2 separate regions of the Mus musculus genome follow, and region 2 is linked to region 1. Evidence: chromatin contacts called from public Hi-C data. All regions are on one chromosome and are shown on one strand. The core of a region is the stretch at or near the end of the contact, and the rest is flanking DNA. Distances in the headings are between cores, read along the strand shown. Region 1 overlaps Gm36873 (a long non-coding RNA gene). Region 2 has its middle 81 kb from the start of 2810048H02Rik.

What was found. Hi-C and Micro-C count contacts between places; a contact is called where the count stands out from the background.
Region 2: a contact with region 1 is called in a Hi-C map of ventral hippocampal neurons, with 2.1 times the contacts expected there. The contact joins two enhancer-like sites. A contact is called at or near these places in 6 of 484 Hi-C or Micro-C datasets (nephron progenitors, uterus and ventral hippocampal neurons).

What each region holds. Positions count from the first base shown.
Region 1 is chr6:116,843,500-116,850,741 of GRCm38.p6, forward strand. The region is part of intron 3 of Gm36873 (a long non-coding RNA gene); the gene reads left to right. Among named protein-coding and RNA genes, the nearest start is that of Gm36873, 53 kb to the left of the region's middle. Within about 2 kb of position 2,777, at least 10 of the 459 cell types and tissues checked have an H3K27ac peak or open chromatin away from gene starts, as enhancers often do. A contact at or near this core is called in ventral hippocampal neurons, where this site is marked.
Region 2 is chr6:117,068,220-117,075,461 of GRCm38.p6, forward strand. No RefSeq gene overlaps it. Among named protein-coding and RNA genes, the nearest start is that of 2810048H02Rik, 81 kb to the right of the region's middle. Within about 2 kb of position 3,257, at least 36 of the 459 cell types and tissues checked have an H3K27ac peak or open chromatin away from gene starts, as enhancers often do. A contact at or near this core is called in ventral hippocampal neurons, where this site is marked.

The sequences.
Region 1 (7,242 bases), core at 1,527-4,026:
GTAGAAGGAGTATTAAGTGCTAACTAAATCTGACCTGGAAGTGGCTGGGAATGCCATAGGCTCAGCAGTGGGGCTGTAGTGATTTAAATGAGAAATGTCCCCCATAGCTTGGGCATGTGTTTAGGTGGTGCAGCCTTGGTATAAGAAGTATGTCACTGGGTGTGCTTTCAGAGCCTAAGACCTATCTCTATTCTCAGTGTTCTCTCTGTGCTTATGGATATGGTATAAGCTGTGAGTTTTCAGCATCCTACTCCAGCCACCATGCCTGCTACTTGCTTTCGTGCCTCCCGACCTGATGGAACCTTATTCATTTGGAGCCATAGCCCAGATAAGCTCTTTCATCCATAAGCTGCCTTGGCCATGGGCTCTTTTTTCCCCCACAGCAACATACAAGCAACTAATAAAAAAGTTGGTACCAGAGAGTAGGCTGTTGCTATGGAGAACTTGACTGTGTATGTTTGGGGAGGAATATAGAAGACTTCGAGACTTTGGAGTAGAGAAACTGTTGAACACTATAAGCAGAAGTTAAAAGGCAATTTCAAGACAGCATAATATTGGATCTGTGGCATGGCTATTACTATTAATGACTTACTATTAATGATCATGGGGAAAAGTCAGGTGGACCAAAAGAAATGCAAATGTGCAGTTTGAAGAGAAAATAAAGCATCAGGAAACTTAGTGTCTCAACCAAGGCTTCTGCTAAAGCGATATGAGGATGCGTGCCATTGAAAGGCCTTCTGATCAGCACTGGAATAAAGGGAAAGGTATTTTCAGGGCAAGACACTGCCCAGCTAAGCTTCCGACCTGAGCAAGGATATAAGGCACCGATGCTCCCAGCGAGCACATGAATGGAAGCACTGCTGTTGTTCAAGGATGCAGGTCCAGCTGGCAAGGATGCTGGCAGCTGACCTGAAGCATGAAGGAGTCAAGACAGAAGGGGCTGTGGATTCTTCCTCCATGGTTCCAGAGAGTAAATCAAGACTTGTCAACTTGTACCAAGGGAGGTCCTGAGTGCAAGAGCCGGTGGGAGAGCACTGTATGGAGCTCTGAAAGAAAAATCTCCAGGTTTCACTGGAGACCTCAAAAGTGTTGGAGATGTGAGAACCATGGAACATCTGAGAAGGGATGCATACAGGAAGTGGAATCATTGCAGGAGAGAGATGTGTGTTGTAGGCAGCAAACCTGGAGGCCTAGTGCCACCTAAAGCCCTTTGAAAATTCAAGTCCCAGACACTAATTATGGAAGTACAGGAGTTGGAATTTGCCCTTCTGAGTTCTGGTATGAGTTGGTATTTTGTCACCATGCCCCAACTTTTCCTTTTGGAATGTCAATGCATACTCTGTGCCATTATTTGTTGGAAGTATGTAATTTGCCTTTGAATTTCAGAGGGTGGTGATGAAGAGATTGCCTTGAGTCTCAGAGGAGATGCTGGGCTTGGGACTTTTAAATAGTGTTATGTCTGTGAAAGGCTAGGAACTTTTGAGGGTAGACTTGGTGCATTGTGAATTATGATGTAATCAGGAGACTATGGGAGCAAGGGAATGAAATGTGGTAGTTTGAATGAGAAATCTCCTTCATAGTCTCAAGCATCTGAACACTTGGTCCCCAACTAGTAGCACTGTTTGGGATATAAAGATTGCACTGGAGGATACATTTCACTGGAGGTGGATAATAAGAGCTCAATCTTCATCTTCCAGTTTACTTTCTCTTCTCTGTGCTTACAGTAAAGGATGCAAGCTCTCAGCATCCTGTTCCAAACACCATGCCTACTGCTTTGCTGCCAGATCTCCCTGTATTCATGGGCTCTTGTCCACCTGTAACCATAATCCCAAATAAACTCTTCCTTCCATAAATTGCCTTGTGTCTAAGGATTTTACCGCTGTGAGCAGACACCATGACCAAGGCAAGTCTTATAAAACATTTAATTGGGGCTGGCTTACAGGTTCAGAGGTTCAGTCCATTATTATCAAGGCAGGAGCATGGCCGTGTCCAGGTAGGTGTGGGGCTGGAGCTGCTGAGAGTTCTACCTCTTGTTCCGAAGATGGCTAGGAAAAGACTGGCTTCCAGGGTCTTAAAGCCCATACCCACAGTGACACACCTACTCCAACAAGGCCATACCTACTGCAACAAGTCCACACATTCTAATAGTGCCATACATAAAAGTAATGAATACAAGGTCATAATTGGATGGAGCAACATGAGTCAGGGACAGATGGAAGGAAATGAATAGGGGCACGGTCCTTTGGGGTTGGGGATTGGGTGGTGAGGAAAAACTGGTTACAGAGACCTTGTGAGAAAGTGTAAGCGCTTTGACTTTGGGCTTAGTGAGGAGTCACAGAAAGCTCTCAAGTTAGGTATGTCACTATTTGCTTTGAGTTTCAGCAGGTTTACTCTGGTGATGTCTGGGAGAAACTACACTATAAATCCAGGAGGAGATAGGGTGACTTGTCAGGTTGTAGGTGATGAAAAATCAGATTCTGGAACTATTTAGAGAGAGGGAGGTAGTGTTTTCTGAATCACTCCTACCTTGTGATTATCCAATATGTTCCGTAGGATGAGGCTATTCCAGAAGGGTCCATGACCTTCCATTAAGATAGTCTGTAACAACCCATATCCATAGCCTTCTGAATGTACTCAAGCCAAACCATGTAAGGGACAGAGCAGAAACCATTGCTTAGACTCTGCCACGTGACCTTCTAGTGCTATACAGTACCTCCCAACAACTTGGCAGAACTTAGCTAAAGCTGATATAATTATAGCCGGCTTTTATTAAAGAGAGCTCAGCAGATGGACATTTTTCCCACACGGTTTAACAGCATTGTAGCATCACAGGATGTTCCCAGTCACAGAATTAGTTGGTGGAGTCATGTGGAACATGTTACAGATTACAACCGATCCTATCTGGGACCGAGGTGACATATTAGTGTATTTGCAGCTCAAACAAGCTCTGCAGTAAAGAAGTCTGCTTATCTTGACTGATTCCAGCTTGTTCCTGAGATATGGGATGCTTTTAATCACTGGATACTTTAGCAGCACATTCTGGAAGCATTTTTTTTTACACACTTATCATGAGGCTGGAGAAAAAGCTGGATTACAGAGTAGTGGCGATCCTCTTGGGAGCCACATGCTCGAGAGAGTGTAGAGAACAGCTTCATCTCCAGCTCCAGGCCTGGGTGCTCTCGTTTCCCTCTGAAACTTCTCAGTCCCTGAGACACATACTCTCACCCATAACCATGGCTCACCTTAGCAGAGCTTCTCTGGGGTCAGGGACATCTCCGAAAAGTCTACTAACTCTGGCCGAAGAGCTGGTCATTCTTAGGTGGTTCACAGGTAGTTACAGCCTTAGCTGGATCCTAGGCACTTTGTTATAACTTGTTACATAAAGTTGGAGAACTGTTGAAATAGAATGCACTTTGGGTCAAGAATAACTTGGTCATTTTGCTGATGCTGACTGTGCGCACACACATGCGCACAGTTGCCTGTTTGTGGTGGGCAATGTGCTTTCTACAGTTATCATGAGTCCCTATGTGAGTTAACACCATAGGCTGCCAAGACACTCACATTTCACTGAATACTATTTGGAGGCAGACTGGAAGGCATAGAGCTTCATGTAGGACATCACAGCGTTTTCCTCAGTTACTGGTGGCTGCTGCTGTGTGGATGGAATTTCTTTCTGTGAAAATTCATCCTGAGATTAGTTCCTCACTTCAACAGTATTGAATGGAGGTAAGACCTCAGGAGGTGCGGATTGGTGGACAGTAATTAGCTTCCAACTGTCTTTGAGGAGAGATTGAGGCTGGATTCTCTGAGCTGGTCAGACATTGCAGGTGTGGGGTAGGTGCTGTGAGAGTGAGATGCTAGGAAGCGTGAGTCTGGCCTCTCAGGGTCTCCTGCCTCTTCTCTAACCATGTGATCACTGCTCTGCATGGCATCAAGGAAGTTGTTATGCAACACAAAACATTCAAGGCACTGGCAGAGTCAATGTCATGGGGTCTTCTCAGAGTTCCTCTCTCTGGTAACTCAGGAAGTTTGCATATCCAAACCTTTCTTGCAACTTGAGTCCAGGGAGGTGGTTTTAGATATAATTGATGGACTTCAATCTTGAATTTAGCTTACTAATCTTTTAATCAGCCCACCAGTTCATGGGTGATAGAACCACAGGTTGGTTAGGGAAAAACTGTCTGAAGATCCTGACCTATATCAGACATTAGGTGAGAAGTTAGCACTCACTGTGCTGAGGCACAAAAATCTCACCACCCTCTCATCTCTATCGCAGAGCCGATTAATAGGGTAGACTCTTTATATCTTTGAGTTTATTTTTAATTCCTCATTTTAAAAATAGAGCTTCTTGAAGCACGTTGAACTAACTGCTTTCCTTGAAAATACTCTGATGTTTAGAAGAAAATCTTTATAAAACATGCACAGAGAGACACACAGACACACACACACTGAGACACACACAGAGCACAGGGACAGATGTACACATAGACACACAAACACACACACACACACACACACACACACACACACACACACACCGTAAACACACACAGTGTGTGTGTGTTTGTGTGTGTGCTTGTGTGAGCATCCTCTGTCACACATAAAATAGTATCTGAGAATAGCTATCAGGCTATTAGGCTTTACCAAAATTATACTAACAATTTTATAGGCTGAAAATAGTATCTGCTGAATCTGTCTTACAATTAGTTACCTTGTCAGGACTGCTGCCTACACATTAAGTGATGGCACCCATTTTTCCCCACTTCATATCGCTCTAGAAGAAGCCACGTTCCTGTTTTCCAGGGAGAAGGTTACAACTGTCCATAGTATACATCAAAGACTCCTGGTGAAGATTACAGTAGCCTGAGGTCTAGGATAGGTGCACAGCCCAAACCAGAGCCTGTGCAGAGAATGACAGAATGGTTGCAGGAGTACAGGGAATCGGGTACACTTTCCCATTGGCCTAAATCACTGATTGCAGCCCTGAAGGTGACATTCAAGGTGACATGAGAGCCAAGTTTGTGGTTGGAGGTTCCCAGCTGAGTATGGCCTTCCATGAACAAGCCCCACAGCAGCTCCTGTGTTTAAATACACAAGCCAGGCTTCCCTGGGCTGCAAGGCGATGAGATCAGACAAATTGTAAGCGTGCAGCACAGCCCCTGTCAGCTTGTATATTTTCATGGAAAGGAGCGAATCTCTGCTGAACTGTCAGATAACCATCTCTGCTGTTCCTTCCTTCTTCCAAGCTGTGAAAGAAGGCCCCAGTGGGCGCCTGGCTTTAATCACTTTTGATTAACACAGACGCTTTCGAAGAGAAGGTATGGCCTGTAAATGGCACCGGGTCTCCACGCATTAACATCTCAGACTTTTCCTGGGTGTGTAAAATGTCTTAAGAGGAGCCAGGCTATCAGGTCCTCAGAGACAAAGGCTGCTGTGCAGGGAGCTGTGCTCATGGCTCCGACTCCGTTTTCAAAAAAAAAAAAAAAAGGTTTTGAGCTTTTTAACTTACTATTATTTTCATTCTTGAAAAATTGCAGGCAATCCCAAGCCAGCACCTTCTGGGTTCAGGGACTGCTTCAGAGTGTGTTTTATTTAGGAAGAGGAAGCCTGTTAGAAGAGACTGAGAAAAGCCAGAGGATGCCTTGGGAATGGACCCAGAAATGATGAAGAGCCTGGAAAGATGATGGAGCCTAGAAGAAAATGAGAGGAGCCTTGGAGGTTGGGACAGGGGGAGCTATTTTCTACCTGAAGAAAAGTTTAATGTAAATAGTGTCTCTGCTGCCCAGAGATTTCATAAAACTTGGCATGGTTTGGGGACAGTGGATGAATCCTTCAGGACTTATAAGTCAAGTCCTTATCTATCCTTTGGCTAGATAAGGCCCAGCTTGCTGTAACTATTCAGAGGGGTGAGCCCAGGACTAACATTTTTTGATACCTTGCTTTCAGAAGCCTTATCTTGAGGGTGTAAGTCCCTGATTGAGAGGGATACCAATGAATACTGAACGGAGCAGGTATCCAGAGACTGAGCTAGCTTACAAAGTCATGCTCTATCTGGGTTCTCAGTTTCTAGTCAAGACCCAGCAAGAGGCATATAGTCAGTGAATCAGCTGATAACCACCCTGTTACCTTAGAGGAAGAGGTTCCCAGCGCAGCTAGTGGTAAGTTCTTTTTTGGTTTGAGCTTTTGAATATTCCTAAGGTGGAATCCTGACTAGAAATATGGCTCTAATTTTCCTATACTGCCCACCCTTTATATTCATGGAGGAAAGGAGAATCTGTGAACACTGGAGTCCATTATGCAAAATAATGTTCTCATAAGTAAAACACACACCTTTTTACTCTAAATTATCTTTGGCCTATATATAGGGAATGCAATGTAAATTCTATGCAAATGGATGTGTGACTGTATTGGCTTTTTTGTTATCAAAAAAATTTATAATAGTTACATGTCTCTTAAATATACTTGATATCTTTTGAAGCTAAAAGTAATATGCATTCAACCAGTTTTTAAAATCTATTTGGAATACTAAACATGATAGAAGTAGGAAAAAATCTCTTTCGAAGTCCTCTATGAAAGGAAGTTGTGACAAGTTCCTGATGAGACAGAAACCATTCCATCTCCAAGGGAGAATATTCAGCACAACTGTGGCTTCCTAGAATGAATTGGGTAGTATTCCTTCTGTTTCTATTTTGTGGAATAGTTTGAAGAGTATTGGTATTAGGTCTTCTTTGTAGGTCTGACAGAACTCTGCACTAAACTTATCTGGTCCTGGGCTGGTTTTGGTTGGGAGACTTTTAATGACTGCTTCTATTTCTTTAGGGGTTATGGGACTGTTTAGATGGTTTACCTGATGCTATTTGGTATCTGTCTAGAAAATTGTCCATTTCATCCAGGTTTTCCAGTTTTATTGAGTATAGGCTTTTGTAGTAGGATCTGATGATTTTTTTGAATTTCCTCAGTTTCTGTTGTTATATCCCCCTTTTCTGATTTTGTTAATTTGGATACTGTCTCTGTGCCCTCTGGTTAGTCTGGCTAAGGGTTTATCTATCTTGTTGATTTTCTCAAAGAACCAGCCCTGGTTTGGTTGATTCTTTGTATAGTTCTTTTTGTTTCCACTTAGTTGATTTCAGCCTTGAGTTTGATTATTTCCTGCCCTCTACTCTTCTTGGGTGTATTTGCTTTCTTTTGTTCTAGAGGTTTTAGGTGTGCTGTCAAGCTGCTAGCTAGTGTATGCTCTCTCTA
Region 2 (7,242 bases), core at 2,007-4,506, 230 kb after region 1:
AGAAGGACCATAAATTACCGAGAGGTCAGAAGATAGTGTCAAATGGGATCTTCCTTTTCATGGTGAATCGCCTGTTGACCCATCAGGATGGATAGATGGAGAGCCAACGATGATGGCTAAGTGTTGGACTTTGTTGCTAGCCTATGGTATTAGGTACGAGTTCTGAACTTATAATCTCAACGTAGAGTGATATTTTTTTCTTTTTACACAACTCCATCAAAGTGGAGAGGCATCTGTACTCCTCCCTAGCTGTTGGGGTTCTGCCTCTCACATGCACATACACAGCAGGCGTTTACTTCTCCCTCCACAGTGGTCCCCACAGTCACATATCTGACGATCATTCTGGGTCCCACATTGAGCACTGAGACATGCTGAAGGAAATGCATTACATTTCTCTATGATGGCTGTGGATATTTGCCGAGACTACAGCTCCCCAGCTCTCACTTCCATAGTCTCGTACGTTTTCTTGACCATCTTCCTTCTCTCTGGGGAGTGTATCCCAAGTTCCTGGAAGGCGCTGATCTTGTGAACTTCTCCGTTGCCCAGGCACACAGCCTGCTCAGCTCAGGAGTGTGTGTCAATCTGTCTGGGTCTGTGTATATTGTATGTCAAGCCCATGTCAGCTGGTGCTGCCCCAACAACCTCTCTTACCTACCACACTTCTGTAAACCCCCTTCCTTCTAGAGCAGCAGTGCAGTTGTGTCTCCCACACCTTCCTAGAGCATGTCTCTGTGAGGGCTATGCCACCCCTAGGGAGCCCATCGTGAGATCTCATCTGCTAAGCTGTAACTTCACCAGGCCATGTGTTCTCAGTTCAATTCCCTCCCCAAGAAAGGGGACCCTAGCTTTCTCCACCATGGTGCCTCCATCAGAAGCAATTGCATCTGCAGGAACCACTTAGTGGGGTACAGAGCCTCTCATCCCCTTGGGGTCTTGGGTGTACTGAGAACCTGCTGCTCAGCCTCCCGTGTGTCTGTCATAAACTGTGCTTATTTCATGCCTGAAAAGTCCTATGACTGACAGGTAACAATCTCATTGTGACAGTTGTGATGGTTTGTATATGCTTGGCCCAGGGAGTGGCACTATTAGGAGGTGTGGCCCTGTTGGAGTAGGTGTGTCACTGTAGGTGTGAGCTTTAAGACCCTCATCCTAGCTGCCTGAAAGCCAATATTCTGCTAGCAGCCTTCAGATGAAGATGTAGAATTCTTAGCTCCATGTGCACTGTGCCTGCCTGGATGCTGCCATGTTCCTACCTTGATGATAATGGACTGAACCTTGGAACCTGTAAACCAGCCCTAATTAAATGTTATTCTTATAAGAATTACCTTGGTCATGGTGTCTGCTCACAGAAATAAAACCCTAACTATGACAGTAGGCATTAAGTCTACTGGGCCCCTGAGATGATACCACACTGTCCCCTTCCTGTCATGACAGGAGTTCTTCAGGCTAGAGATAGGTTTTCATTTCCATCTCCCTTCCAGCCATTTGTACCCTTCATGACTGAACATCCTCCTTCCTCAAAACTCCAGGGAAACATTTGGTGTTCCAGATACTTTAAGCAAATTCTCCAGACAGGGAAGGACCTGTCCTTTGACCACACTGGAAGGTTTTCCATCCTACCTCAGGCACTGTGTTTTTTATATGTCCTTTCCTCCTGATTTTCTCCCTGTAGAGGGCTGACAGTTCTAGATAGCAAACTCTTCTCCCCGTTTTCAGTATAGCTTTTAACCTAAGCTTAACCAGCTAGTGTGTCTGCGCCCTGGAGAAAGTTGGTCAACTTCTCTAGGTCTCTACCACTGAATGGAATAGCCAATACCTGCCCGCCTCACAGTGGTTTCTGAGAATTATGGAGAAGCAGTGAAAGCATCCTGGGCTTCATGATGCTACCGTGCATAGTGACATTGATGCCATACATTCAGGGACTTCTGGGCCACCACAGCTTCACAGTCCCCCATTCCCATGAGTCTGTGCTACAACTTGACAAATGTTTGAGAACTTTTTGATGAAAATACCCTCAAAATGTGTACAGTGGGAGGGATCTGAAGTGTGCTTCTGTGGCACCTGTGCTTCCTGTCACTTGTCCCCAGGCTTCATCCCAGCACTTACTGCCCTCCCACTAGACACCTGCCTTCCTGTAGCAGGGACCACCATGTTCTAAAAAAAGCCTTAGTGGATTCCGTGTGCCACTTGTAAAGGCACCATCTAAAGCCAGGCTCACCCTCTACCCGTCTAAGTTCTTTTCTATCCTTTCATTAAATATGGCATGAATTTCATGTGACACGCCCTTCCTGTGTCTAAGAACAATACCATAATAGCCTAAAATTTTTAGTCTCTGGAAAATTCTGAAGAATGTTGCCAGGTTCAAAACTGGCATTTTTTTTCCTTTGAGTGCTATCTATCAGTTCTGGACATTTGTCTTGCCATGTCTCATCAATACTGTATTTACCTAGTGCTCACACTGGATTAGATATGATTTTTTAGTTATTTATTTTCTTTTATGTGTGTGGCTGTTCTGCTAGCATCTATGGGTGTACAGTATGTTCATACAATTCCTCAGATGCCAGAGAGGGCACTGGATCTCCAGAAACTGGAGTTCTAGGTGGTTGGGGACCACCATGTGGGTAGTGGGAACCAAACTCAGATCCTTTGCAAAGGCAGGAAATTCAATCACTCAAGCTCCCAAGATAATAGAACTGTAAAAAGAGAAAAAGTAAAGTGAGACTAAAACGATAGGCTACCCCATTATAGGCTTCTCTTCTTTGTACATATGACAGACAGTAAGAATATTCAGGAAATTGACTTGTCAGAGGATATTTAATAATAACACAAGAGTATACATGTTGAAAACTGAATAGAATTTCATTTAGGAAAGAAATTTCCTGGAAGCACACAAGACCGTGTGTGCCTGCTGTACAAGCAAACATGATGAGGACACGGTGGGAGCCTGGAGCTTAAACAGCTCGCAGCCTAATGGCATCTGATCTCCATGAGCTAAACCTATGGGTGCTTGGACCCATGCAGCCTGCTCTATGCCTGTCCACTGGGTGAAGCCCATGCATGCTTGGAGAAAGTCAGAGCTGGCAGCTACAAAAGAAGAGCAGTATTGATTTACTTATTTTGACTCCCATTCAAAAGCAACAACCACAAAATAAAAGTCACTTGGCAAAAATGGAGTGAGTGAGGAGGAGAGCTGACCTCCTAAAACAAGGATGTGATGAGCCATGTTTACTCACAGACCATCTGCAGGGCTGTCACAGCGAGGATGGGATGCTGAGCGCCAAACTGATGTTGCGTGGGCGTCACTTGAACATTTGTCTCTCTGGGCAACAGAGAGTAGTAACAGATTGTTCCGATTGAGACAAACCTTTCCCCTACTTTTTTGCCCAGTAACTTGCTTAAGTTGACACGTTTGTTGTTTCTCCTACACTTGACAATGACATCTGGGGAACACTCATTATTCTCAATATTTAATGTAGAATTAATGCTGAATTAATTAAAGTTGTGCTTCAGGCAGCTTTACTTATCTCCTCTAACAATAGCCTCTCCGGCTGCCATCTGACTCACTCAGGGTGGAAATCAACAGACACTTAGTGCATCACTGATACAGAAAAAGTGAAGACAGGGAATTGCACTCCCAATTCCCACCAATGGGCTATCAGCGTTGTCCTCTCTACATGTAGTTTTTGCGGACTCTGAACGCCATCCCCATGACTTTGCTTCTTGGAAGTGTGGGTGCTGTGCAGAAAGGATGTCAGGAATGTGTTTAGCAGATCATCATGAAAGACTTCTAGGGAGACTTGAGAAACAGTTATCCTAGCACAGGGACTGTGAACAGTCAGAGGCAGCCTCCTGAGGAGAAAGGATGACGTCAAGAACTCTAAGGGGGAAAAAAGTGATTCATGGAGTCACTGGGAAATAAATGGTCTTAACCACCCACCTTCTGAGAGAGTGACTCGACGGATCGTGCTGGATACCATGATGAGAAGTGACATCGGTGTTCATGATCTTCCCTGAAGAAAAGTAAAATGATTGAAATGGTGAATATATTATTTGCTAGTTGTGCTTTAAAAACGCCATCAGAGCTGTTACATCGTTTGTTCTTTGAAGCATCTTGAGAAGCAGACAGTTTTATTTCCAGTTCAGACAGAAGGAGAATAATAAAAGGAAAATGTTGAGTTTCTCCAGCGGGCAAGTCAAAGCTCGCACACAGACTGTGTCTACATCCTTCTCAGCCACTGTCTGTAACTTGAGTCTCGATCATTACCTCATTGGCTTGTTGTGAAACAAGTAATTAAAACAATGCCTAGAACTTACTGGATGATGCACTGTGGGCTTCTATTATAGTAGAACTGTTAAAAACTGTTCTGTGAGGTTAATTTAACTTGAACAGACTACTCCAAAAACACACTGCCAATGCAGGTAGTGCATACATTAAGGCTAAAATCTAAGCTCGTCTCAGGATCAAAAGAGAGCTCTGGGGAGATAGAAAATCTCTTGGGTTTTGCTCTTCCATCCCAAAGATAATAAAATTTTTCTTAAATGTCAGTGTAGTTACAAGTCTACTCACAATGGGCTATTGCTGCTTGTAATTGAGAAAAACTAGAGTGACCACATGCTGTCAGTAAATAAGTGATACAATAAGCCCAGGTCCAGTCACAAATAGACCCATCAGAAGCACCAGGAAATGGTGGGAAAATCTCCACCTTGTTATTATGCTTGTCGTGGATATTGTTTGAAGTGAGCAAAGCAAGACTGACAAGAACACATGTGCATGAGACAACTACTCATTCAAAAGCAAGGCAAATAAACACATACATATGATCGATCAACACATACTACAGATAATACAACCATACAAATATATTGCATAAACAATACAAATGTCAATACAAATATATTACAAGAGGATAAAGTAGAGAATTTTTTTGTGTGAGAATTTAGAAAATACTAACACATTAGATGTAAAAAAAAATTCTCAAAGAACAGAAGAACGTGTTCAGCCTGATCGATCTGATATAGAAGCCAGCTCACATTATGCCTGACAGTGAAGACAGCCTGCTGTCCCTGTGAGTAGACAGGACAGGGCAGTTCCTACCTCTCCATTCTTCCAGCCAGTGAAATAAAAATCTCATATGGTGTGAATTGTCTCCAGAAACCCATCCCTTACCATTGCCAAAAATACTTCTAGAATGACAACAATGGACTTTGTCATGGTTACAGTATATAAGATAAACATACAAAGACTATACTTCCACATCAAACACATAGAAATCAAAATTAAAAATATGCCACCTTCTACAAATGCTTACAAAACAATTAATCAACAGAATATGCACAAAGTTTATGGCTAAACGGTAAAAGTTACCAATGAAAGAAACACAAGACCTAACTCCATGAAGAGGCTCACCCATTTCCTGAGTTGGAAGATCCCTTGGGAGTAAAAATTCCAAATCCTCCTAAGGTTTTTGCCAACTTCTAATACTATCATTGTGAAAACTATCACAAGAATATAAAACACCTGATAATTGGAAAAATAAAAAAACATACAGCTTAAGTAATTTTGAAAAAGAAGAATAAAATGAAACTCTTCCTGCTTTGAGGATACACGTAGTTATGAGTGGTTAAGAGTCTGCGGTATTGGCACAGAAATAAACACATAGACTAATGGAGCCAAAGAGGCAGCCCCTAAGTGCATCTGAGCTATGCCCAAACCTTGACAGAGATGTAAAAGCAACTCAACAGAGGAAAGACAATCCTGCAAACGGCACTGGGGAAATAAGGGGCAACTGACAATATCCTCACAGCTTATTAAAGAATAGACTTAAATGTAAAATGTAAACTCTAAGACTGTCAAAAATGAAAAGGCCAATGGGATAGCCCAATGGTTAGGAGCACTTCTTGCTCTTGAAAAGGACCCAGGTTCAGTTCCCATCACCCACACAATGGTTCAAAACCATTAGTAGCTCTAGTTCCAGGGGAGCCAATCCCCTCTTTTGACATTCACGGGCACCAGGCATCCATGCTGAGCACATCCATGCATCCATGCCATGCACATACACGTACCCAGGCAAGGCAGTCACACATAAAATTTAAAAACAAAACTGTCAAAGGAGTATTGAAAACACAGAGAAATTGAGCAATGTTAAATTTCGTGAGGAAATAGTCAACAGAAAAGCTACTCTGAAAATATTCAGCAGTTATTTACATTAGACACATACATCCCCTCTTAGATATTTATCCAGAGAAATTATATGCATGGAATGTTTTTTTTTTTTTAGAGATTTATTTATTATATGTAAGTACCCTGTAGCTGTCCTCAGACACTCCAGAAGAGGGAGTCAGATCTCGTTATGGATGGTTATGAGCCACCATGTGGTTGCTGGGATTTGAACTCCTGACCTTCGGAAGAGCAGTCGGGTGCTCTTACCCACTGAGCCATCTCACTAGCCCCGCATGGAATGTTTTAATACGCATTTTCATAGCACCTTTGTTCATAATAGACAAAGAAGTGGAGACGGCCCTTGTGTGAGTGACAGATAAAGGCATGCCGCGTCGACCTGTGCCTGGAACACCCTCAGCAATAAGGAACCTCCTAGTAACCACGGTGTGGGTTTCAGCTGAGACGTTAGACCAAAGGGGAAGGGCGCATCATAAGATGGTGCATGCAGTATGACTGCCATATGTAATGATATTTTTAAAATAATTTTAGTAATTCTTTGAGAACTACTTAGAATGTTTTTGATACTCACCCTAAACTCTTTCCGTGTGATCTCTGATATTCTGACTCTCTAACATTGTGTCCTTTTTCATGTTTTTACTTTACTAACCCAAGGACTCCAATGTGTGCTATCTGTATAATCCTGAGTGTGGCTGAGCTACCACAGTGTGTAGGAGATTGACTCTCCCTCCCTTAGATGCCATCAGCTGACTCTCAGTTAGGGGTGAGGGCTCATGAGGCCCTTCCCCTCTCCATGGTGGAACTTTGACTGGCTTGATCCTGTGCCTTTCTTGCATGTAACCACACCAACTGTGGGTTTCGGGGTGCTTTGGTCCTGCGATGTCCAGAAAACACTTTCTGCTCCCTTCCTCCCCAACCTCAGGCTCATACAGTCTTCTTACCCCTCCCTTGTGATTGTCCCTGAGCATGGAGACTAGTGTCCCCAAACTTATGATACAGATGTCCCACTTGCGGTTGAGCATACCACAGTCAGTCACTCCCTGCACCTTGACCAGTTCTGAGTT